Regions from separate parts of the Mus musculus genome. Here regions 1, 2, 3, 4, 5 and 7 are each linked to region 6. Evidence: chromatin contacts called from public Hi-C and promoter capture Hi-C data. All regions are on one chromosome and are shown on one strand. Each heading gives the region's core, a stretch centred on a gene start, on an enhancer-like site or on the middle of the called end of the contact. The rest is flanking DNA. Distances are from core to core; before and after follow the strand shown. Region 1 holds the start of Akirin2 (akirin 2). Region 2 holds the start of Map3k7 (mitogen-activated protein kinase kinase kinase 7). Region 3 holds the start of Smim8 (small integral membrane protein 8). Region 4 holds the start of Zfp189 (zinc finger protein 189). Region 5 holds the start of Alg2 (asparagine-linked glycosylation 2 (alpha-1,3-mannosyltransferase)). Region 6 holds the start of Aco1 (aconitase 1). Region 7 holds the start of Rnf20 (ring finger protein 20).

What was found. Promoter capture Hi-C pulls out the DNA fragments that hold promoters and counts their contacts. Hi-C and Micro-C count contacts between places; a contact is called where the count stands out from the background.
Region 1: a contact with region 6 is called in a Hi-C map of B cells, with 5 read pairs. The contact joins the promoter of Akirin2 here to the promoter of Aco1 in region 6. A contact is called at or near these places in 1 of 39 promoter capture datasets (cranial neural crest) and 2 of 484 Hi-C or Micro-C datasets (B cells and CD4 T cells).
Region 2: a Hi-C map of regulatory T cells shows a contact between it and region 6, with 9 times the contacts expected there. The contact joins the promoter of Map3k7 here to the promoter of Aco1 in region 6. A contact is called at or near these places in 1 of 39 promoter capture datasets (cranial neural crest) and 2 of 484 Hi-C or Micro-C datasets (CD4 T cells and regulatory T cells).
Region 3: a promoter capture Hi-C map of pre-B cells shows a contact between it and region 6, with 2.8 times the contacts expected there. The contact joins the promoter of Smim8 here to the promoter of Aco1 in region 6. A contact is called at or near these places in 3 of 39 promoter capture datasets (cranial neural crest, pre-B cells and second pharyngeal arch cranial neural crest).
Region 4: a Hi-C map of CD8 T cells shows a contact between it and region 6, with 5 times the contacts expected there. The contact joins the promoter of Zfp189 here to the promoter of Aco1 in region 6. A contact is called at or near these places in 1 of 39 promoter capture datasets (pre-B cells) and 3 of 484 Hi-C or Micro-C datasets (CD4 T cells, CD8 T cells and uterus).
Region 5: a promoter capture Hi-C map of pre-B cells shows a contact between it and region 6, with 4 times the contacts expected there. The contact joins the promoter of Alg2 here to the promoter of Aco1 in region 6. A contact is called at or near these places in 1 of 39 promoter capture datasets (pre-B cells) and 1 of 484 Hi-C or Micro-C datasets (uterus).
Region 7: a contact with region 6 is called in a Hi-C map of CD8 T cells, with 8 times the contacts expected there. The contact joins the promoter of Rnf20 here to the promoter of Aco1 in region 6. A contact is called at or near these places in 4 of 484 Hi-C or Micro-C datasets (CD4 T cells, CD8 T cells and rod photoreceptor).

The regions. Positions count from the first base shown.
Region 1 is chr4:34,548,922-34,552,243 of GRCm38.p6, reverse strand. Akirin2 (akirin 2) reads right to left here and starts at 1,629. Exons shown (of 5, transcript NM_001007589.3): 1 at 971-1,629. The coding sequence starts at 1,199.
Region 2 is chr4:31,962,515-31,965,887 of GRCm38.p6, reverse strand. It overlaps Map3k7 (mitogen-activated protein kinase kinase kinase 7), which reads right to left and starts at 1,781. Exons shown (of 16, transcript NM_172688.3): 1 at 1,506-1,781. The coding sequence starts at 1,625.
Region 3 is chr4:34,776,623-34,780,200 of GRCm38.p6, reverse strand. Smim8 (small integral membrane protein 8) reads left to right here and starts at 1,835. Exons shown (of 3, transcript NM_001330757.1): 1 at 1,835-1,922.
Region 4 is chr4:49,519,845-49,523,171 of GRCm38.p6, reverse strand. Zfp189 (zinc finger protein 189) reads right to left here and starts at 1,996. Exons shown (of 3, transcript NM_145547.3): 1 at 1,577-1,996; 2 at 690-774. The coding sequence starts at 1,609. Mrpl50 (mitochondrial ribosomal protein L50) reads left to right here and starts at 2,089. Exons shown (of 2, transcript NM_178603.4): 1 at 2,089-2,210. The coding sequence starts at 2,119.
Region 5 is chr4:47,472,636-47,475,894 of GRCm38.p6, reverse strand. Alg2 (asparagine-linked glycosylation 2 (alpha-1,3-mannosyltransferase)) reads left to right here and starts at 1,528. Exons shown (of 2, transcript NM_019998.3): 1 at 1,528-1,956. The coding sequence starts at 1,609. It overlaps Sec61b (Sec61 beta subunit), which reads right to left and starts at 1,234. Exons shown (of 4, transcript NM_024171.2): 1 at 1,142-1,234; 2 at 886-983. The coding sequence starts at 1,144.
Region 6 is chr4:40,141,373-40,144,757 of GRCm38.p6, reverse strand. Aco1 (aconitase 1) reads right to left here and starts at 1,493. Exons shown (of 21, transcript NM_007386.2): 1 at 1,217-1,493.
Region 7 is chr4:49,630,418-49,633,569 of GRCm38.p6, reverse strand. Rnf20 (ring finger protein 20) reads right to left here and starts at 1,510. Exons shown (of 21, transcript NM_182999.2): 1 at 1,359-1,510; 2 at 1,058-1,205; 3 at 160-316. The coding sequence starts at 288. Gm45952 (predicted gene, 45952) reads left to right here and starts at 1,618. Exons shown (of 2, transcript NR_168526.1): 1 at 1,618-1,715; 2 at 2,707-2,912.

The DNA of each region.
Region 1 (3,322 bases), core at 380-2,879, 5.6 Mb after region 6:
CTTTAAGGATGATATCACTAAGGGCTTACACACACAGGCTCACACACTCTTGCATGCCACACACAAAAGAAACAGACTTACACTTCAAGTCCATTAAAGTTTACCCTAAGATTGTGCCGAAGGCACACAAAGATTTCCAAATGCAGAGGGGGAAAAAAAATCCCTAGGTACACATTTAGTATACAAAAGCAATCAAAGGTCCATCCGGCAGACACTTTGAGAAAATGTTTCAAGACTTCAAGTCTGAAGTCCACTGGAATCTTGATTTATTCGTTACTCTCGAGGCTAGGTTGTTTTCTCCCAACATACTTCATTGGGATAACTAAAGCATTTACAAATAAACTAGTCAGTCTCAATTTGAAGTACACCTTCCTTTTCATTAAAAGTTCAGGATCTCTTAAGGACTGGACGCATAGTGAGATCACATTACAGTACTCGGGAAGAACATTTGCTTTGTTGTTGACCCTGCTAGGGAAACAGGTCTTGACTCAGCCAAAGTGGCGTTCTTGTGGGTGATTAATGACAGGCCTACAACTCGCCCCAGTGACATCCATCCCCCTCCAAACCCCACCCCTTCTATACTAAAACCAGCCAAGTCTAAAATGGAGGAGGGGCTGCCTTCTCGCCTCAAACCACTCAGTCACTGAGTTAATAGCTGCAACCAATCGATTCAGCCCAAGAGACCCGGAGATTCGGGTGAAATGTGACCCTTCTCTCGCCTGACTTATGAATAATATCACCCTCTCTGATCATTTCCGCTGGGGCTCTACATAAGGAAACGATTCTAGGGATCTAGCCCCAAATGATCTGCCTCACAATGAGGGACCCCCACAATGCCGGCCAACCCGACTCGTACCCACCCAACCTGCCGACACCACCCCCACCTCGGTTCAGGCCCTTCCTTCCCTTTGTGTCCGCACCCAAGCTCCCGGCCGCAGCCCACCCCGGCAGCCCCGGGGCCGAGGCCCACCTGTGGTGAGCCGGGAAGAGACGTCGCCGAAGGGGGAAGGCTCCATCCGGAGATACTTCTGCGGCGAGGCGGCCGCGGCCGAGGCGGCGGCGGCGGCGGTGGCGGCGGCAGGGGAGGCGGCAGCCGAAGCCGGCGCCGACAAAGGCGCGCACCGCCTCCGCTTCGGAGATGCGGGGCTCAGCAGCGGGTCGAAATCCAGAGTCCTTTTCAGAGTGGCTCCGCACGCCATGGTGGCGGGCGGCCGAGGCTCGGCTCGGGCGGGGCCGGGAAGGACGGGGGCAAACGGGCCCTCCGAGGTGCCCGGTGGGTGTGGGGCCCGGGACGGCGGAGCCGCGACAGGGCAGGCGGGCGAGGCGCGAGGGTCGCGCCGCCGGCTCGGGGCCGCTCCCGAGAGGCCGGGCCGCCCCCGCCGTGCGCTCGGGCTGAGCGCGCCGGGGCTCCTGCGCGGAGACCCGCTCCCTTCGGAAGTGGACCCGGCCAGTGGCGCGACCCAGACGCGATCTCCGACACGCCGGTGCAGACGGAAGCTCGTGAGTGGCGGCCACGCGCGGGAGCTGCGAGGTAGCCCGGCCGTACAGAGCTAAGCAATGCACTCGACCCTCTCTTCTCCACGGAACAACTCTGCCACCCGCCGCCGGCCCCAATATGGCGTCAATAACAACGCCGCCGATTCAAATCCTGCGGCCCCAGGGCGCCTGCGCACCGGGGGCGGGCCCGCCAGAGTGCATTCTGGGATTTGTGGGGTTTCGTGAAGGGCAGGGATCGGCCTGAAAGGCGGTTACCCAGAAGTCACAGAAACTACGACTCCCGTCATCCAAGGCGCACGATCCCAAGTTCCGGGTTGGAATTTAAATACCCCCTCATAAGTAAGAGAGTTTAAAAAAAAAAAAAAAAAAAAAAGACCTAAGGAAGAGAAAGGAGAGCCTGTGAGACAGTGGGGAAGAGGAAGCGAACCCATTGGAAAAGCAAGCTAAGCACTTTAGAGACCCTGTGAAGATTTGGCATAGTGACTTAAACGGGATATAACAAAGAGCCAGTCTAATATTTGGAGAGAGATTAATTTAGCTGTCAGGAGCGCCAAAAAACCAAATCTGTCACATGGAGGAGATAGGAAATAATGAAAACACCAATTTGGGTCCTCGAGACAGAACGACAGTAATAATATCAGATTACAGGATCTTTGAAGTCTGTGCTTTGCGCTTCCCAGATAGGTACTTGTTTGCTTATTAAATTCTGCATAGCTGAAAAGGAGCACAAAGTCAATTGTTTACTATGAGCAGAGAGCGATCAACACCAGAAATTTGTTGAGTTTGGAAGGCTGGGTGGGGTCTAGGGAAAGGCAAGCAAATAAATGCCTAGGGAGCAGGACCCATCTTTATTAGCAAAGTGGGAAGAAATATTTCTAAAATTTGTTTTTTCATCAACTATCTAAAATAGGGATCGACTACAGCACTGATGAAGTAATTTATGTAGATACTTTATATCTTCTGCCTGTGGATGCTAGCTCTCCACCAAGATTATAAGTATTAATACGCCTAATGCTCACTCTTTTCTGCTTACTCAGAAATCAACATATGTGGCTGCTTTATAGTTGTTTTGGACAATACCTCTCTATATATCCATTTGTTTAGAATTGTTCACCACCACAAAGATCAGCTTTCTTGATCACACTGTATAAGCAACTCTGTCACACTTATTTTAATTTAGAATATAGTTCTTAGAAAGTATCTTTTGAGAAAGACCAGCATTCTATGAAACAGTCACTTAACTAAGACTTGTACTAAGGATGTGTTTATTAAATTATAAAAACTCCAGGAAATCTGTTATTGTGCTGAAACTGACTGGACGTTCATACTTTATGTAAGAGCAGAATAAGAAAAGTTCTTGACTTTTTTTTTTCCTTTGGAGATAAGATCTGATATCAAATTCACTGGGTAGCCAAAGATGACCTTGAACTTTTGACCCTCCCACCTCTACCTCCTGAGAACTAAGGTTAAGATGATTGGCGTGTGCCATCATACATCGTTTATATATTGCCAGGGGTCAATCAAGCACCCTAGCAACTAAACAGCAGCCTCTCCTTTTGTCCACTAAGATTTGACCACAGGTGGCACGGAAGGTAAAAGGGAGCCACAAGACAGGACATTGAGATTGTGTGGAAGAGGAGGAAGGGGTAATAGAGTATTTGTGACATGAAAGCAGAAGGTAACTGCCAGGGGAGAAAGGGTACACGGCCTGGAGGAATGAACAGAAACAAATCAGGTATGAGCAGGCCATAACGCAAATTGCATTGTGGGCTAATGTTAAAAATAAACAAGAAATTCAGTAGGATAAATAAAAGCAATTGTATAG
Region 2 (3,373 bases), core at 532-3,031, 8.2 Mb after region 6:
AGTAAGCTCGTGGAAATATGTGGTAGACCATGAAGTACAAGTTATTATTATATAACAATTTGTAGTCTACAAGGACAGCAATTCATGAGAGTACACGTAAATGCTTATTTAAAAGCTGCGATTCTTGTATACTGACTCACTGAAGTTTTAGTCTTAAAAAAGAATGTTATCCATGAAAGCTGGACCAACTACCCGCTTCTGAAAAAAGGAATTTATCTTAGCTTCAATGGGGGTGGGGGGGACATATAAAATGTTTTCCTCTTCAAAAACAGGCCTTCTTTTAGCATATGACCTTAAAGCAGGTCACCCTTCCTGTCTGGAACTTTGCTTCCTAACAATATGTCAGGCACTATATTGGATTTTCTGCACACACTGCTTAACTGGATTTGTCACACTGATAAAGTAGCAATCACTCCCATCTTACAGTTAAGGAAACGAACACACAGAAAGCAGTAGGAAACCAAGTCCCACAGTGCTCTGTCTATCTCTGAAGCGTCTTCCTCTGTCTCAAACCTTCCCCTATCCAGCACACTTTTTCTAAGATAATCATGCTCTCAATGAACACACTCATCTCTGGTTAGTTTTTGTGATACAAAGATATGACTTAGTAGTCCTCTAAGGTAAAGATGTATTTATTGATTGTTAATTTGCTTGCATCTTTTAACTCCTTACTATAATACTTTAAAAATGAAGAAAAGACAACTCAGTCTAGCTATAAAAAACCCACACATTAAGGCACAGAAAATGCACAGTGCTCTTAAAAAACGGTTAAACTCATAGAAACTGCGTGAACGCGTTTCTAACCAAAGCTTCAACGAGTTCTAAACGGCATTTTGAATATATGTACAGATTTTTTCCTCTTCAGTAAATATTAAGACTCTTAGAAGTCACTGGCCCCACTGTGAATCTGAAAATAGGCGATGAAGTGAAGACACTCTTCCACCTGAACATTGAATTTATTCGGTTTTTCTAACAGCGATTTCTGGTGTAGCGTAATATTCTGACTGTCACCATAATCACTACTTGCCTCTTCAGACTATGCTACTTGAAACATGTTTTCATAACAGACTTAACGTTACTAGAGATTGAAATTCATCTACAGAGCCCAATAGAAGGTAGAACTACCTACGGTATCAGAGAAAGAAGAATCCGGGACCAGGGGAAGCACCGTGAGACGTTCGACGTTCTCTTTACCAGCCTGTCCCAAGCATCCTTTCGTGTCACACACTGCGCTAGAAGTCACACAGACAGACAAGACAGACATACAGACAGACAGACAGACACACACACACACACTATCCTGGACTCTAACACCACTACCAGCGAGCTGAAATCCCGCGGCCACCAAACTTTGCTCAATCTATTTACGGATAATTGAACTGCCGACCACATAAGAATCAGGTAGAGAATCACAGATTCAGACTCAACCCCCGAAGCCCATGGGGAAGCCGCCTCCCGCCCGGGATCCCAGGCGGCGCGGGGCAGCAGGTCTCGGCCTCGCTCACCTCTTCCACCTCGATCTCCTTGTAGTCGATCTCTTCGAAGTTCAGGACCTGCGACGGCGCTTCGATCATCTCACTGGCAGAAGACGAGGAGGAGGACGAGGCGGCGGAGGCTGTCGACATGATCCCCCGCGGCGCCCGGGGGGCCGCGCCCGCCCTCCGGCTCGCGCAGCGCCCTTCAGCCCGGAGCCCCGCAGCCCCGCCGCCCGGCGCTCCGTGGCGCGGGACCGACCCGGGCCACCGCCGAGTCCCGGCTTCGGCTCCTCAGCGCTTTCCGTCGCCGGGCCCCGCCCACCACACTTCCAGTTCCGGTTTGAACTCGGAACTGGGAGGGAGGAGGCGCGCCTGCCGGACCCGAGCGGGGAATTTCCTGACCCGGGGAGCGAGTGAGGGAGAAGCCGGGGTAGGGGCGGAGTGGAGGAGGGCGAGCGCGGAGCCGTGGGCCCGAGGAACAGGTTTCGCGAGACTTTTGCGAAAGGGCCTCGGCGGCAGGAGGATACCGCGAGACTGGACGCCGTGACGTAGTAAATGTGCGCGATCGGAACTGGCGCGGAGCGAGCCCGAAGGCGGACCGGTTGGTCCTGCGGGATCCAGCGGGAAAGATGAACTCCGTCGCTTTCTGCCTGTTTCTTTTGAGCCGCGTCGTGCCTTCCCCTGCTCTGTGCTGGGCGGTCTGCGGTCAGGCAGCCTAGGGTTTGTCTTGTGCTCATTGGGCACCTCTTCATGTCGGGTTTTCAGCCGTGAGCCCGTTACTTTTTTAAGCGGAACCCCGAGCTGGCGAGGGGGTTCGGGAGCAGCGGTTAGCGCGCGCCATCGGGGGGAGCACCGTGACGCGTGAGCGCTCACTAATGGAAGTTAGCATCGTAGAGAGACACCAGTGGCGTTTTACACACTTCCTAAGGCAGTTCAGATGGCTTCGCTTTGTCACCTTCCCGAGGCTGTCGTCCACAACAGCCCCGAGGGTTTGGTTTGAGAATCCGTGGACACACCAAGACGACGGATTTTAAGAGGAGCCACTATGCCTCAGAGCTATAAGGAGAGTCACGCTTCATTGTCCTTAATGTTTATGTACAGCATTTTGGCGACCTTTGAGGACATTGTCTTTGAAGGACTAATGTCTCTGAAGGATTGTTGAGTTTAAGGGAGATCATAGGGTGGTTCCTGAAGACTACCCAACAAGATTAGGATTGCTACGGTAAAGCCCCATATTCCGGGGTTACTAGAGTTAAGATAACTTAATTGGAAACAAAGTTAATAGTCTAATGTCTAGGAAAGGACGAAGGGCACAGGCTTGAACCTTAGGCAAAGATCCACTGCTAGTTTAACCTAAGATACCTTTATAGGAAGGAATGTTGCCTTTGTGTCGGCAGTCTTCATAGCAAATGTTGGTTGTACTGAGATTATTTATTTATTTATTTTTAACCCGATGAGGAGTTTCAACTTCGAATAAGGGGCACCTTTCCCTATTTATGGTCTCATAGCTTTTCCTTTCCTGCCTTTAATGCTAGTGCTGTATGCTTACTAAATACTCAGCAGTAGCATGGCAATTCAAGTTTGAGTGTCACAAGTTAGGTCAGAGAACCCCAAGATGGAAGGTATTGCCCATGTTGTATGACCAACACGATTTTAAATTTAAGCTAGGTGCTGAGTTTTAGTTGATTTGACTGGAAACCAGTGGAACCATTGGAGTTAAAATTAGTGACCAAGGATGCGCTCTTGAGAATGTCAAGTCCTGCGCTTCCTAACAGGCTGAAAGGAGGGGAGAGAGAGGGATCCCAATTTCACTACACGGGAGCTTTCTCATAGAACAACAATCTAGGATAATGTAAAAAAAAAAGAGTAAATTGAACATGTTTGCAAGTAGATCATTG
Region 3 (3,578 bases), core at 586-3,085, 5.4 Mb after region 6:
TGTCCCTTTTTTCTTCCTGTGACTTCAACTAGCAGGATGAAAGTTAAAGCTGTGCAGTTCCTGCTGGAGATAGAACAAAGGCCACTTTACTTAATCTCCTCCTGTTTTAGGATGAGGTGCAAAACAGTTGCTCACCTCAGAAGATCTCAGAAGGCAGGTTAGCTACTGAAGCACAGTGACTTATAATTGAGATAGGAAAACGTATTATTATTATATAGTAACCCTAAGTGCCTTCTAAGACCAAATCTTATCACTGCTAATGCTCAAGGAGAGCCAGAACATGAAAGAAGATCTTCCAGGGCTGGCCCTGGGCAGGTTCACAATTGTCTTTAACTCTAGTTCAGGAATTCCATGCCCTCTTCTGCCTCCAAAGGCATCAGATAGAAAACTCACGCATAGACATATATAAACAACATATATATATATATATATATGATACTACCCGAAATAAATCACAAGGACTGTTAATCCCACAAGGCAAGAATAAGACTACTATCACAATTTTTGAGCTAAGCAGGCTTTATTAAATACTGGCCAGGACAAGGGACACTGCCCAAGGCCATATCCAGGAATCCCAGAGTAACAAATTACATTAGTCAGAAGCGTATACAATCAAAACTGACAAGGCTATATACATCCCACTTTTATGTAATCAGGGGCAAGTATACATCCTGACATATTTCCTGCCTACACCTCCCACCTATGTGTGCACATCCTGTGCAGCTGAGACAACCAGCCTTGTTTACAGAAGTGAAAACAAGTGGCTTGTTGTCTTACAGGAGCAACAGCTCCCAGCATTCCAAGAAGCTATCTGTTCTTGCCAAGAGGGGCTTACAGTTTAGAGACATTTCTGTTTTATGCCTAAAGCACACAATAATTTAAACTTAAAATATACCTTTAGCCTTCACAGGACAACTCAGGAGTCAGGATGGGAGGCCATAGAAAAGAGAGAGTAGGATTGGTTTTGAAAATTACCACAAACAATGTTCACATTTGTCAACTGATAATCCATTAATTATATCATATACTTTGGCTTGATGTCCTCGTAAAATAAGGCTAGGACTTATATTACTTAAAAAAAAAAAACCCGTGTTTGAGAAAATACTGATAATGTATGATTTTTGAAATTAAATATAAGCGAACTATTAATATCTATGTGAAAAACAAAATCGTCAGTGCTATCAGAGATCCCGTGAGAAGTCTCTTTAACCCCTGGAGATCTAATTTGGGAAACTCTGATTAGTAATCTCTGATCAATTTGAATGTGTTTTTTTTTTTTTTTTTTTACACAAGTGATGGTAGATGATCCCTGTCTCAGAACGGCTAGACTGACCACAGTCCCGGTTCTAAAGACTCGAACCCTTCACCACCACATGTAAAACTTCTAATTCCAGTCCCTTTTCTCTTAAAGCTCTTCTGCCACACCACTGCTCAACTAAAAGCACCCTATAAAGCCCCAGACTCCTTTTTGGCGATACTGCACTTCCTTCTCTTGGAGGCAGCTGGATTCTAGCCTGAATCTTTCCATTTCCATTAAGTGCCATTAGGTCCCATTTCCAATTCTGGATATCTCTTTATATAAATATACATGAAACCCACGAAACGAAAGCTTATTTGAATGTGAGAGGCTGAAAGTCAAAGGCCCCAAGAAATCAAACCAGACTGCTCATCTGGGTTCCAAAGCCAAGGGCTCCTGCAGTTCCAATGCCAGGGCTCGGCCCGGACCCCTGCTCTACGGCCTCCGGAGCATAGATGGCGCTGTGGTGCGGCTCTTAGAGCCCCGGCGGGAACGCGCACTGGTTGGGCGCGCACCGGGCGAACCGGAAGGAAAGTCCAGCAGCGGGCGTTCGCACGGGACGCCGGAAGTCTCTGAGCCTGGCGGCGTCCGAGCTGAAGCTTCCCCGGCTTCCCAATTGCCCAAGGTCAGGCTCCGCCAGCCCTCGAAGGGGAGGGTTGTGGTTTGCAGAAGATGCTAGGGTAGGTTGCCGGGAAGCCTGCCCGCCGACCACACAAGTTTTCACACTTGTTTATGAAGATTTATACTGAGCTCCGTAGGAGCCTGGGTATCTGACCGCGGTCTGAAAAGCTTTACAGCCTTCAGGTCCTTGCCACAGTGACACTCTTTCCCCAATCCATGAGTGGGGTAAATTACGAGGTGGAAAGTGGGTTTTGTGTGTGGTGTTTTTCTTTTTTCACTTTAAAGTTATATTTTACAGTAAAAACGATAGAGTTTATTTTTTAAAATCTAAGCGATCTCATTTCCCCACTGTGAGACAGGGGGCTGGCTGTCTTGGAACTCGTTCTGTAGACAAAGCTGGCCTGGAGCTCAGAGAGATCCGCCTGCCTCTGCCTCTCTAGTGCTGGGCTTATCTTAGGGTCCTGCGTCTGGTAGTACTTTATAAATGCAAAACACTTTCCTCAAAAATCAGTTTTGGAAAAAGATGCTGATGGAATAGGAGTCCACTACAATGGGAAGAATTGGATTATCCTACCCTAGTAGTGAAAAGGCATCGAAGGTAGGAAGGTTGCACACTATCTGTAGGATGACCGCTATTTTGTTAACATCTTTCCTTTTAAGAATGTTAACAATGTTAAATACACATCTGTAATATTGCAGTGTATAATATCATTCCTTTTATTAAGGTGGAATCAGAGTTGTCACTTACTCAAAAAAAAAAAAAAAAATTCCTTTAGAAGCACCAGAGTTGAGATTAAGCTTACTTAGTTCCCTCAAGCTATAAAGCCCTGATTCTTTCTCAAAGTTTCTCATATTAATCTAAACTATTGAAGGTGTCCTACTCCGGACTTTTACTTTCTTAAGCACTAAAAGAGTATAGTATGTGAAACATAATAACAAGAGTATCTATACTATCGTTGAATGTTTGGTCCATTTGAGGCAGTTCTCTATATATTTGAAAATAGAGTGCTTTTCCTAAACCAGTTCTCATTGTTTATATCTTCATACTTCCCCATACAATATAATATAGGTAGCTATGCCAATCTTGTTCTAGTGAATTTGGTGTGTACAGACACGGATAGTTCATTCGTTCACATGCACACATGTGCAGTATGTGTGTAGAAGCCAGAGGTCAGCCTGATGATGTTCCTCAAGGGCCACGTACCTTGTTTTCTGAGACAGAGTTTCTCACTGGGACCTGGGACTTACTGATCCCAAAGGGCTGACTGGTCAGAGAGCCCCAGAGATGAGCCTGCCTCCCCCACCCCAGCACTGGGAGTTTTATGGACATACCACAGCCTGGGTTTTATATGATGCTGGGGATTGATGCAGGCCCTCAGCACTGCTAATTAGTAACAATATATCGTCTGACAGTTATCAAGTGTTTATATAATGAGCTTCAGTGTTTTCTCCCTCATTGCCCACGAGTCCACCAGTCCAACCTCTTCTTCCCAACAGGCCCCTCTTTCCTCCCTCCCCCCTAACCTCCCTGTGTGCATAAAGTTATCTACCAGAGCAAGAACAGTTTATCAATGGGTATACCACTGAGGGAGATGGCACGTTCTCACTAGTTAACTGCTAATAGTTCCTCAGGGAGGAGTGGGGTCTGGTGCTTATTTTG
Region 4 (3,327 bases), core at 747-3,246, 9.4 Mb before region 6:
GTTTACAGGATCAAGACCCACTGCAGCTCACTCAATGACTGGGTTAAGCAGGGTGGTGGTGGTGGGGGGGTGGTAGTGGGAGGTGGTGGGGGTGGGAGGTAGTGGGAGTGGGAGGGTCGTGACAGATGATGATAAACAGGAGCACTGGGGGAAACAGGACTGCTGACCCCACATGAGGACATGCTCCTGGAAGGTGGAAAAATAAATGCTTTGGGACAAGCACTGGGAGAGCTGGGAGAACACTTAACTTCTGCCTCCCAGTCCTGAGACAAAGCAAGAGGAAGGAGGACCCGGGAGAATGAGCAGCCCCCACTTGAAGGTCTGCCAGAGAAGTGGTGTGCTCGGCTCTGTGCCAGCTTTCAGTGTAGGCCGGAGCGGTAAGGAACACTGTGTGATGAGCAGCCCAGGCTCCAGAAGGCAGAGTGAAAAGAGGGTGGGAGGAGAGCCGTGGGAAGATGAACCGGGAAGGAAAGTACAGAGCCAACAGAGCCGTCTGGGAATGAGATTCTGAAGCTGCCAAAGCCAGCCTTTGCTAACAAGGAAGCGAGGGAGACCAGAGTTGTAGAAAGATCCGAATCAGAAGGTTGGGACAAAATAGTGCTGGTGTCAGTTACACTGCTTGACGCATTCTGGGTTTAAGTGTTAGTACCTTATTAGATATTTTAGTTAGAAAAAGCGTGCATTCTTACCCAGCGAGACCAGCTTTCCGTAGCTGTCCATCATGACATCTTTATACAGGCTTCTCGGAGCTGGATCCAGATAACCCCACTCCTCCTGAGTAAGAAACATAGCCATAGCCTCAAATGTCAGCCACTGCTGGAATTGTTTTCTCTCTGTAGTCAGTTCCAGTGGTCTCTCCACTGAAAGTGGGAGAAGTTATTGTCACTTTACCATGCTCCCATTCACTAGGAGGAACACGGTAAGTAAGAGTTCCAAAAGGTGCTCAATTCATGGCACCTCACACTGAAAAGGATCTGGACTGGTCTAGATCCACGCCTTCCAAACTGAAGGTCTTCTCTGCTTTCGTTATTACACACTAATACCACGACTGTTTTTAGTTAACAGCCTTAAGACCACCCCAACGTTCCCTGGCCTCACTGTTCGCCCCAAGCTTCTACCCACACCAGCTTGGGACCCAATTCGACGCAGTTCCATTAGGTTTTCTAAACACTCACCTTGAGTTCAGACATTGTGCTAGCTGCAGAGGACAGACGAGATTTAAAAAAAAAAAAGAAGAAAAGAAAGAAAAAAGTGCCTCACCTGAGAAACTCATAAATGAGATCTAACTTGGAGCAGTCTTAATTTTCCCCAGCCGATTTATCAAGTTACTCTTGAAAAAAAGAAAAAAAGAAAGAAAGGAAAAAAGAAAAAGGGGCCTTGGGGAGTTTGTAAGTGAACTAAAAGCACCTTGCAGCAAGGGGTATGTCCCGCAGCAAGGGGTACACAGGAGTTGACTGGGGTCCTTTCTTAAGAGTTGTAGAAATGGCCAGGAGGGGGACAGGGGAAGAGGTGATGGCGCGGCCTTGCTGTCTTGGGAGTGGCGAAATAACGGAGATCTCTTGAAAGGGCAACTCACCTTTGGCTCCAGCGGTGGGCTTGGGGACGCCATCGCCTCGTTCAGGAATAGCAGCCACACGACATTGGGGCTCTGATGAGGCCTAGATGGCTGTTGGAAATAAGGCTCGGCGAGAAGGGGCTCACCGGATGGGTCTGGTGTGGTCCTGCCTCTGTCTCGGAGCGGTCAAGTTCCTAGGGGCATATCAGACGTTCTGTCTGGCTGTCCTCCAACCCCAAACCCAGTCCTCTGTCCCGCTGCCTAGCCTTAGGGTCTCCCTGTAATATCTCCTCCTTGTTGCCAATTCCTCCGCCTCAAAGTCAAGCTGCACTACTACCGACCACCCCCGGACCAGAAGGCGTTACCCGGAGCCTTCGCGGAACCGCTCCAACTACAACTCCCAACATGCCCAGGGAGCGAGCCACCGCCTTCTTCCGTAAATGGCAAGCGAACTACATTTCCCGGAATGCATAGGTCTGGGCAACGTCAGGGGCCGCTGAAGTAAGCTCTCATCTGATTGGCTGAGTCGGGCACGTCTGGCGCTCTTGGGTTGCTTGTCGAGAATGGCGGCGCTGATCGTGTCTCGGTTAGCAAGAAGAGGCTGGCTGTGGAAGCTTCCCTTGGCAACACGTAGAGAATTTTGGTCTCGATCCAGGTAAATCTGAGTGTTTCTCAATGGTCTAAGTTCCACGTAAGTAATCAGAAGCGGAGGGGACGAGTTCAGAGGGTTAAGATGGGACCCTGGTCCTGAGCCTTCAGGAGTTAGCGTGGAGTAGGGATCCGAGCTAAAAGCTTACGTTTCTGCGATTGGCAGGACCGCTTCTAACGGCAACACGGTGCGCTTTCCCAGATTTCACTGATGCATACAACAAATAGTTTCTAAATGCCTTCCGTGTCTCTAAGTGTGTACCCAGCAGTACTCTCTTTCCCACGCTTTAGTTCCACACGGGAGGGAACTGAGGCCCACTGAAGAGAAGCACGCACATGGTGGATCCAGAAGCCCCGTGACTTAACTGCTTATCCACAGTTTTCCTCACTGCATCCTGTGGGATCTATGTATATTACTTAGATAATATTTAGGGCCTGAAAATTTAACCGCTGGGACCTCAGAGAACAACGAACGTATTAAGTTAGAAGTTTGAATCCTCACCCCATGTATTAACTCTAACCTTTCCCTGGTTAGTGTCAGATGTCCCAAGTTCATTTCTTTTTTTTTTCACTCAACAGATATTTTAGTGTTTACTATATGATAAATATTAAAGATAAAGTGGTTAATTAGACCAAATCTTTGTCCTCATAGGAGAAGGGGGGCAGTTGGTGATAAACTGTTCATTTTTCAGGTAACCGTTCTTTAAGGTGTAAATGGATGTAGTGATGTATATTCACATAGAGGAGAGATTTCAGCAGTCAGGCCAATCCCACCTTTTTACATCCCTTTTTGCGTTCTGTTTGTTTGTTTTGTTTATTGTCAATCATCATAGCTCTGTGTTAGAATTTTAAATCTTGAAGCATAATTTCTTCCATGTTTTTCTTGCTCATGATTGCTGCAGCTATTCGTAATTTAAGATTGCTCTTTATGTCTTTGGGAAAAGCCATTCGATTTTTTTGAGTTAAGTATTTAAGTAGTGCAGACATGGAACAGTCATTGAACATGGACTGTCTCTTCATTTATATGTGTGTTTTCTGTTTCTTTCATGGATGGTTTAGAGTTTTAGAGTATAGATCTTTAACCTGCTTGGTTATTTTTTCCTAAATATTTTTTTCCTGCTGTT
Region 5 (3,259 bases), core at 279-2,778, 7.3 Mb before region 6:
CCACCAGAAACTTACAGAGAACCTAAGTGGAAGAGCAACTGGAGGGTGAATAGTGGTGTAAATTCAAAGCAGAAGAAGTTGAGGGCTAAACTGGGGGGACAGAAATGGAGGAAAAAAAGTAGTGAGGTCTTCCTATGAAATATGGCATATGACTGTACAGAGAAGACACACCAAATTAAAAAAGATAAATAACTGGAGTTTCTAGATTTCTATAAATAAGCAGTGACATTTAAAAATAAGGAGACCCTGAAGCTGGAAAAGTGGCTGAGAGGTTAAGAATACCTGTTGCTCCTGCAGAGAACCCCAAATCGGTCCCCAGTACTCATATGGTAGCTCACAATCATTCATAACTGCAGTTTCAGGTGACCTCCAAGGACACCAGGCAAGAAAGAGATGCGCGCGCGCACACACACACATACATACACACACACACACACACACACAGGTGCGTGCAATACACACACATACACAAAATAGACTTAAAAAGAAAGACACACACACAGCTGGGATGGGGAACCAGGGTGACAGACTGTGTAAGACACATTTTGTTAAACTGAGTGTGTATGGGACCTCCATATGGAAGACTGAAAGGTAAAGCCTCAGACACACCAGCTTTATGCCAACGCTTTTCCTAAAGTTATTCCTGATCCTAGTCTAATTTACCTTTAACTAAAGTGGTGCGTGCAGCTGATCAAGGAGAGGAAAACCATGCCTCCCTCCTAAAGGGCCTTTAACTAACTAGATGGCCACGTCAGCTCGGGCTCACTCGGCCCCTATTAATCTTTCCATCCTGGAACTCCTCCTTCCAGCAATGCAATGCAACCCTGGGTACCTAGCCTCCTCCAGCCATAACCGGGCGTCCCCCGCAAGCCCCCAGCCACTTACCTCTGCCGAACAGTGGATCCCGCAGCCCGTGCGGCCACCGCTTTGCTGGGAGAGCGGCCAGAGGAGCCCACGTTGGTGCCACTGGGCGTTGGACCCGGCTGCAGAGGGAAGCAGACAAACAGTGAACATCGCGGGTCAAATCCTCTTCACACCCCCGACCCCACACCCACCCGAGAAGCTGGGAAGAGCAATGAGGTCCCAGAAAGGAAGACCAAGATAGGGGCTAGTGCACCCCATGGAAGCGGGGACCGCGCACCATGCTGATGCCTAAGAACGGTGGGCACAGGAGGCAGGAAGAGGGAAGTCGTGAAGTTGCCGAGCACTCAGAACTCTCGTAGATACAGGCTCTGGCACCGCCCCCCGGCCGGCTGGCAGGGCCTTCGCAGACTCTTGGATGACTGGGCTGTCCTGAGATATGCCTGTAAAGATTACGCCGACAACAACTGGGCCGTGTGAAAGTACAGCCCTTTCGCTTCTTTTATGTAATTTATTTAGCGTGCTTAATATGGTCAAACATCACCAAATTGCAAGCTTTGGACAGGTCCACATGAGAAATTGAGTCAGGCATTTTCTTAGCGCCCACAAGCTTATCGCTGATGTGGCCTAAACTAACGCAGGCGTAGTTGCGCTGGCTCGGCTTTCAGTAGCCAGAGGGGGCCAGGGGCGGAGCTTGCAGGAGCTTGCAGAAGCTCGCGCGGAGAGCGCAAGCGCGGCTCATCTACCATGGCCGAAAACCTGTACCGAGCCCGTTCCCGGGTTTACAGCCCATCTGTGCTGTTTCTGCACCCAGACATGGGTATAGGCGGAGCCGAGCGCCTAGTGCTGGACGCGGCGCTGGCGCTGCAGGAGTACGGCTGTGATGTGAAGATATGGACCGCGCACTACGACCCGAACCACTGCTTCATCGAGACCCGCGAGCTCTCGGTGCAATGCGCAGGGGACTGGCTGCCTCGCAGCCTGGGCTGGGGCGGCCGCGGCGCCGCCATCTGCTCCTACGTGCGCATGGTCTTTCTGGCGCTCTACGTGCTGTTTCTCTCCGGCGAGGAGTTCGACGTGGTGGTGTGCGACCAGGTGAGGCCGCCACCAATTCTTGGCTGGGGGGGGGGGGGGGGGGCGGCGCCGAGAGGGGGGGAGGGACCGCTGTTCTAGGTTTTTAGGAACTGTCCAGCAGGAGTCCCCAGGGAGAGAACGGCCACCAATTTTAGTATGGATAGACCCTTTAAAATGGCAGATCTCAGGGACATCTCTCCCCCGCCCCCTTCCTTTCGTTGAAGATCCTTGAGGTAGGGCTTATGTGTCTGCATTTTAAATGTTTAGCCTTGGGACTAAAATGATTGGATCCAGGTGGTTGCTGGCATTAAAAGACGACTTCCGGCCACACCTTGTATGTGACTCAATTTACTCTTCTTTCTTCTCCGTTATTCCTTTGTCTCTGCTTTCAGGTCCCATCCATCCCACCCTTCCAGTCTTTCTAATACTGCCATTCCAGTACTTAGCAGTGCCACGGATTAAAGTCAAGCTAAACATATCGTTTCCCCATTAGGGTCCCCATTGGTCTTTGGAGAAAAATCCAGTTATTTTGTCTATACAAGTGTCTGAGCTTGCATATCAAAACCAGAGGTCAGCTAATATTCACCTGAACATTGGAGTCAGGCTCTCTCACTGAACCTGGAACTGAAAGATTGAGCTAGACTTTTGGACAGGTGTGCACTGCCATACCCAACATTCCTGGAGCCAACCCTCAGTCCTCAGTGTTTTTTTTTTTTTAATTAAGAAGTAACATTTACTCAGGAGTAAAAGTTCAAATAGGAAGTATAATGTAAAAATTCCCTGTCCCCATCCTTGAGAGGGCGAGCCATTGTCAACAGTGTCTTCTGCATCCTTCCAGAAGTGATGTGTGGCCCTGGTAGTATATGTGTCTGTTTCCTGCTACATCTTATATGTACACAGCTGGGATCCAGTTTACCTGCTGTTGGACTTTTTGCTTTTGTTCTGCAAAAATTTGAAACATCTTGCTTATTGATATTCAAGATCCACATCAGTCTCTTCAGTGACTGGAAAGTCCCCTGTCCTGTAAATATTTCAGTCTTCCCTAAAAGACACTAACATTGCTGTGTGTGTGTGTGTGTGTGTGTGTGTGTGTGATCCTAGGTGTGACACTAGATATGACATCCTAATACTGCATTTATTTCACTTCTTACAGTCCTCTGAGGAATCTCCTGATAGTCATGGTCATTGTAAATGTCAGTAACAGTTTCCAGCCTTTACTTACAATGATGTCACCTTATTCTTCCAAGGTCTATACTTGGCTACCCAGTGCTCTTATCTAAGCTGACATGTGGAAATAGCCACAGTTGCTCCAGGGAATCTTTAA
Region 6 (3,385 bases), core at 244-2,743:
CCATACTTCAACAGACCCAAGGCTAGAAACCCCCAACAGAACTGAACACAGGGATAAGGAGGCAAAAACATGCCACCTGGTGTTTTAGACATGACCTCTCAACTGCTTGGTAATCTTACAGCAACCCCTACACATTTGGCATGGTCTAGTCACACCCACCTCCCTGAACTCACAGGTCTGGTGTGCTACATCAGGTTTACACACATCAACTCAGCAGGCACAGAAACAACCAAGGCACACATGAACATCACCCAAAGCCACCACCAACTGTGGGGATCTCGTATTCCGTTGGAAAGTGAGGTCCAGAGTGCTCCTGGGTATCAGAGGTTAACTCCTCCACGGTGCGGAATGGAAGAACCATAAATAAAGTGGCAAACCCAGTGAACTATGCCTCCTAAGCACTGGCTACTTCGGTGGTTCTAAAGTATGCTGCAGAGAAACACAGGCGCAGGTGTTTGGACGGTCAAAACCACTCTTTAAGCAATACAATGTTACATTTTCACCAATATACTTAAAAGTCTTCAGAAGCTACATGACCTGTCATACTGCAACAGGCTGAGTGTCTTCTAAGCAGAGATTTGCAGGAAGGTTAAAGAATGCCATTCTTAATAACAGTGTTTTGGAAACTACAGAATCGGTCTATCTGAATTAAGTATATTAAGTGTCTATACGCTGTATTTATACACTGCAAAAATCAATAGGTACAATCTATATAACAAAGGTTCTTTAGGCGCGCTGCCGGTCCTAAATGCAAAAGTTCGGCAACTTCTGCTGGGAGGCTGTCATGCGTGCTGCAGGGAGATCTGCGGTTCTAGTGCACTGGGCTGGCCAGAGTGGTACAGTCCCGTTCTCCTTGGGTTTCTCAATCAATCACCTTGGACTCTATGCCCTTCCACTGAGGGGGCTCTTACCCTCACCCCGCCTGCCTTCGCCCCGTGCTGGGGACTCCAATCTGCCGGGCACAATCGTTCCTTTCTATCCCGTGGGCTGGGCCTGGCACAATGACACCCCGGCGGTGCGGCCCTCACACCAAGGCGAGAACTCCCGGGGCGCCGAGTAGAGCCACTCCCAGTCCAGAGCGACGCAGGCTGGGGAGCGAGTAGAGAGGTCACCCCAGGAGCCAGCTCCACCGCCTCCCCGCAGCTCTCCCCGTGTCCTCGGGTCTGCACCCGTGGGAAAGGCCTGCACGGACGCCCCGGGGCCGCGTGGTACTCACCGCTCACAGTGCAGTTCCCGGAGCACACAGGCGGGTGCTAGCAATGTCCCAGGCCGACTCCGCGCTCCTCCCACTGAGCGGTCCTCCGGACGCTCCGGCAGCGAGGCGGGACCGGTGGAGAGCGGGCCGGAACCAGCTGCTGCGGGAGAGGGGCGGGGCCCGGGCCTCACTCCGCCCCCCGAGGGGCGGAGCCTGGGCACCTCCTCCCTCTAGAAGCTGCAAGCGATGGCTGAAGCTTGCAGTCTAGTCCGGGTGCGCCCTCCCTTCGGAACCTTCCGATCTTGGCAGATGGGCGGAGTCTAGGGCCTATTCCGCCCCAAGGCCCAGATCTGACTTGAGGTTGCGGCCAAGGGGCAGAGCTTGGGAACACCTCTTCTTTCCAGAGCCTGAAGGCAGACCATACCGAGGGACGAGTCCCAGGCCCCTACATGGCCAGGTTTAGGGGCTGGGCACCGTCCCACCCCTAGAACAAGAGACTCGTGGCCACGGACGGGGGCGGAGCCTAGGACCTGCTCCACCCCTCTGTACCTCCTAGGCCCGAAGGCCCGAAGCTGAAGGCTATTGATCTTCGTGGCTCCTCCCCATAGGCGGGAGAAACTGGGCCCCGAGGCTGCATCTAGCTTTGCTAGTGGCTCAGTCCCAGGAAGTGTAGAGCCGATTTCTAGGCTTTTCCTCTTTTGGAGCGTGGAGAAGGCTGACTGTCCCTCACGAGGGGCAGAGTGTGACATGTAACTGCCTGACTAACGTAGGGAGCCTTAGGATTTCTGTTGCTGCGATGAAACGCCATGACCAAAAAGCAAGCTGAGGAGAAAGGGGTTTATTTGGCTTACACTTCCAATTCACTGGAGGAAGTCAGGACAGGAACACAAGCAGGGCTAGAACCTGGAAGCAAGCACTGATGCAGAGGCCGTGGGGGTGATGCTTAATGCCTTGCTTCCATGCCTTGCTCAGCCTGCTTTATCATAGAACTCAGGACTACCAGCCTAGGTGAGACCACTCACCATGGGCTGGGCCCTCTCCCATTGAGAAAATGGTGAGAAAATGCCTTACAGCTGGATCTCATGGAGGCATTTTCTCAACTGAGACTCCTTCCTCTCTGATGACTAATTTGTGTCAAGTTGGCACACAAAACGCCACCTTTCTTTTAAATGCTGGGTGGTAAGTACGTTTTCTGAGTGCCTCTTCCAGTGTCCCCCACCTCCTCCACCTTGCCCTTCACTTCCTATTCCTACCCCAACTACTGTTTTGTTTTAGATTTCTTCCCGAGGGTTTAGTTGTTTGGGGTTTTTGGTTTGATTTTTGAGTCAGATACTCATGGGCCCCAGGCAGGCTTAGAGCTCATTGTTTGGTGGAACTCCCCAGACCTTGGACTCCCTACATCTACCTTTAAAGTGCCGGGACTGCAGGTTCTGTCCCACCACACCCAGCTCTTATAAAAGGCAGTTTCTCCGTTATTACTAGCTCAAAGCACAGGAAGTATACATCAGGAGCACACTTCAACATGTCTGTAGCTTACACAGAATGCAAACTTTCTATATATAAAACTTGGTTTTAGCCTACAGCAACCCATTAATTACAGCACATGCTGTCCACCGATCTAAAGTCTGAGCTGTGAGACTGAGTGGGGGTTCCGTCCATGCTTAGCAGTTTAGCCTCTCAAGTCAATGTGAATTTGGAAACATGATTGATTAGCTCTAGATGAAAGGATGTAAGGTTTTGCTGCCCAGATCATTTGGAAATTCAGTGTAGGCTTCTACATTGAGTTAACACGAACGAGCATCATATAGGGAGAATGACTAGTAACTAGTATGTCAAGCACTTGGCTAGCGATGGGTTTTGCTGCTCTAGGTTGCTCCCTTAGTGTTGAAGGCCCTGAGTTCCAGGAACTCATCACAGGGTGGATTTGAGTTCCAAGCTGTCCAAGCCTAAGGCTGGTTATTCCAGGTACTCAGGGCAGAGGTGTATTGCTCTTGCTTCCTTCTGCTCTGCAGCAGGTAGAGTTATAACTCCTGATCTTTGGCTGAGACCAAGCTTTACAGTCTCTGCTTTTTGTTCTTCAGAGCCCCTGCCTGTCTTTACACTTTTGCTATTCCTATATAGTCATAGTTTCTTGCATTTTCTTTGGAAACCCTTTAACCACTCCCTAGTGTTATAGTTCAGAGCTCTTGA
Region 7 (3,152 bases), core at 261-2,760, 9.5 Mb before region 6:
AATACACCTCACTTCAAGAACTGACCACCACATCAATTCATCTATTTCCCTCTTCTTTGCTAATGCTTATCTCTTAATTCAAGAAGCTTCCATAAATTTCTACTTTCAGGAACAACTGACAGAAGCCAAGCACACTTTTGCAGCCTCGTTTTCTCGTACCGTTGAAGAGACACCTCCTAACTTAATTGTTTCCACGGTGGTCCCTGAATCTTCAACAGCTGTCTTCTTCTCTGGAGGCATAGATGTGCCCGGCTCTCCAGCTGCTCTTTTATTTCCAATTCCTGACATCTTGGTATAAGATGACAGTTATATTTTTCTGAATGAAAAAACAGAAACAAAAATAGAAAACATGAACTGAATCAAGATAAGCAGACATGCCACAATATAAAGTACCTGTATATAAAAACTAGTAATTTTTTTCAGGCCAACTCTTTAACCTAAATCAAATAATTCTACGACAAAACCCATCAACCCTAAATCAAGAGAGAAGGGGGAGGGGAACTGTTGAGGAATGGGATTGACAGGATTATAAATTTCTACACAAGATGCTAATAACAAATAAAATTCTACTCAAATAATAGAGAAGCTATGAATAAATTTCAGGATTCTCACTTCCTGAGATGCCAAAAACAAAAAACTAAAAGAAGGAGAGTTTATTTATGACAGAGGTTAAGGTTAAAGTATTAGGAGACTTGGGGCAAGAGACGTGGGAAACATTAGCTAAGTCATTAATCCTATACAAGTCAGTTATCTCTGAATCTCGGTTTCCTAAACGAAGGACAACAACATGTTGCTAGACTTACTGCAACAAATGGATGGCATAGTTATAGAAACAACTTAGCATAATGTCAGATGAACACTAAGCACCCAGAAATGCAAGCGTTCTCTTTGCAGAGCCTTGTAAACGCTCCCTGAGCAGTTAGTTCTCCAGATGTCAGACGTAGGTGAGCACCCCAGCGCTTCCTTTGGGGAGCCGGGCTGCCTTTAGAGACCGAACCTGCCAACAATCCCCGTTTCTTTATCTGTTCAGACGGGATGCTCTTTCAGTATTTCCTACCTGACTCTGGTTCCGAAACTCACAAGGAGGTGGAATGGATGCTAGATGGCGAGCACCGCGGCCATCAGGGGTCTACATCCAGCCGGCTTCCGATCCAAACTCCGGGACGAGGCGTCAATGGCAAGCAGCAATCTGGGTTGGACCTCGCCTGCAAAGAGAGGAGACGGGAGCTGAGGAGAGAGCGCAGCTTGACTGGAGAGCGCTGGCCGCTGGCTCCGGCGTGGCTAACTACAGGCCGGGAAGATGGGACCCGAGAGTCCTCGCCGCTCACGGCCCGGGAGCAGCAGACGACAGAGCAAACCTGGGCTCTGGCAACTCCCGCCGCAGGGAGCGCGCGGCTCCCAGCGCTTCTTCACGAAGGCCCGAGAGGGACTCCAAGGGATTCACTTGGGATCCGCTGCGAGAGGGACTGAGCTCCACGGAGGCGGAGGCACGGAGAGGAAGTAGGGAAAAGGAAAAGGAAGTTGCTTCAACTTTACCCGAGGCACGGCGAGGAGAGGGCGGAAGTGACGTGTGGGAGACCGCCAGGCGGAAGTGACGCGTGAGGAGGGGGCGCAGTCAGTTCTGCGTGTGCGCTGCCGCCTCTGTGTTGGGATGGGCGGGGACTGTTTCAGACTCCAGTCCCAAAGTGACCGGTCTCTTCAACGCGAAGCATTGTGTACGGTTTTTTTGTTTTTTGTTTTCTTTTTTTTAAGGTCCATTATTATTACTGACGGAAAGCGTTTTGTTTATGTTTTGTGTTGGGGGGGCGGTCCTATCTCATCCAAGCTGCTAATTGGTTGATGGTCCTGTCCATCTCCCAAAGGGCAAGCGCCCTTACCTGAGGTGTGGGTGGAGCACTCTTTAAAGAGATGAAATAGCCTGCGTAAAACTCAAGGAATTTGACCGATTTCTAGTTCTGTGTAGTTTCCTTAAAGGGGATTCCAGCACGGCGATGGTAGCACTCGCCTTTAATCCCAGCACTCAGGAGGTAGAAGCGGGCTGATTCCTCTGAGTTCAAGGCTAGCCTGGTCTACAAAGCGAGTTCTCGTACAGCCGGAGCTACACAGAGAAACCATGTCTTGAAAAACCAAAATAAATAAGCACATAAATACATACATACTATGCATAGAAACCCTGCCTCAAAATAAATAAATACTACACAGAGAAACTCCTGTCTGGGAAGGCCAAAATAAATAAGCGGGGTCTCTATTTAGCACTACCTGCAAATGACACTCAGCTGGAGAACTTTAGTCTCTTGTAGGGTTAAAAAGTCACCTTCGCCGGGCGGTGGTGGCGCATGCCTTTAATCCCAGCACTTGGGAGGCAGAGGCAGGCAGATTTCTGAGTTCAAGGCCAGCATAGTCTACAGAGTGAGTTCCAGGACAGCCAGAGCTACGCAGAGAAACCCTGTCTCAAAAACCAAAAATAAAAAATAAAAAAAAAAATAAAGCCACCTTCATCCCATCCCATCTTCCCCCTATGGATTCTCATCACAGGTTTGGAAACTACTGCTTTAGTGTTTGGAGAGGATAAGATACTGACCAGAGACACTGGGGATGGGGGGGGGGGGGTCGGGGGGGGGGAGGAGGGTGTTAATTAAGAACAAGTCAATTAGTCTGTAATCTCAGTACCCGTCTTAATATGATTTTTTTTTAATGTGTGCATAGGTGTTCGAGTGCCCACATGTAAAGCTCAGAGGACAACTTTTGGAGCTAGGTCGTACTTCGAAGGCTCGGGTCTCAAGGGCTGAACTCGGGGTGACAAGCACCTTTACCCACTAAACCATCTTGCCAGGCCAGTACCAGGATGTTTAAAATTTATTGAGCGTTGATATTTTTTTTACGTTAGAAATAAACTACATCATTCAATTTTACTAAATGCATTTTAATGATAAAAAGGCAATCGATCTAATCTGCCCTTGAAAAGCAGTGTGGCTTCTGAAATTGTGGCAAATTAACCAATGACAGCAGATAAAGGCACAGGGATGTAAGAATGGCTGCTATACCCTTTTTAAAAAATACATGTAAATATGTTTGGAGGAAAACCTAACCCACACCGAATTTCTGGCAGTAGAAAGAATTTGGGTGTTCTTGTACTTGATTAGTCTTACCTG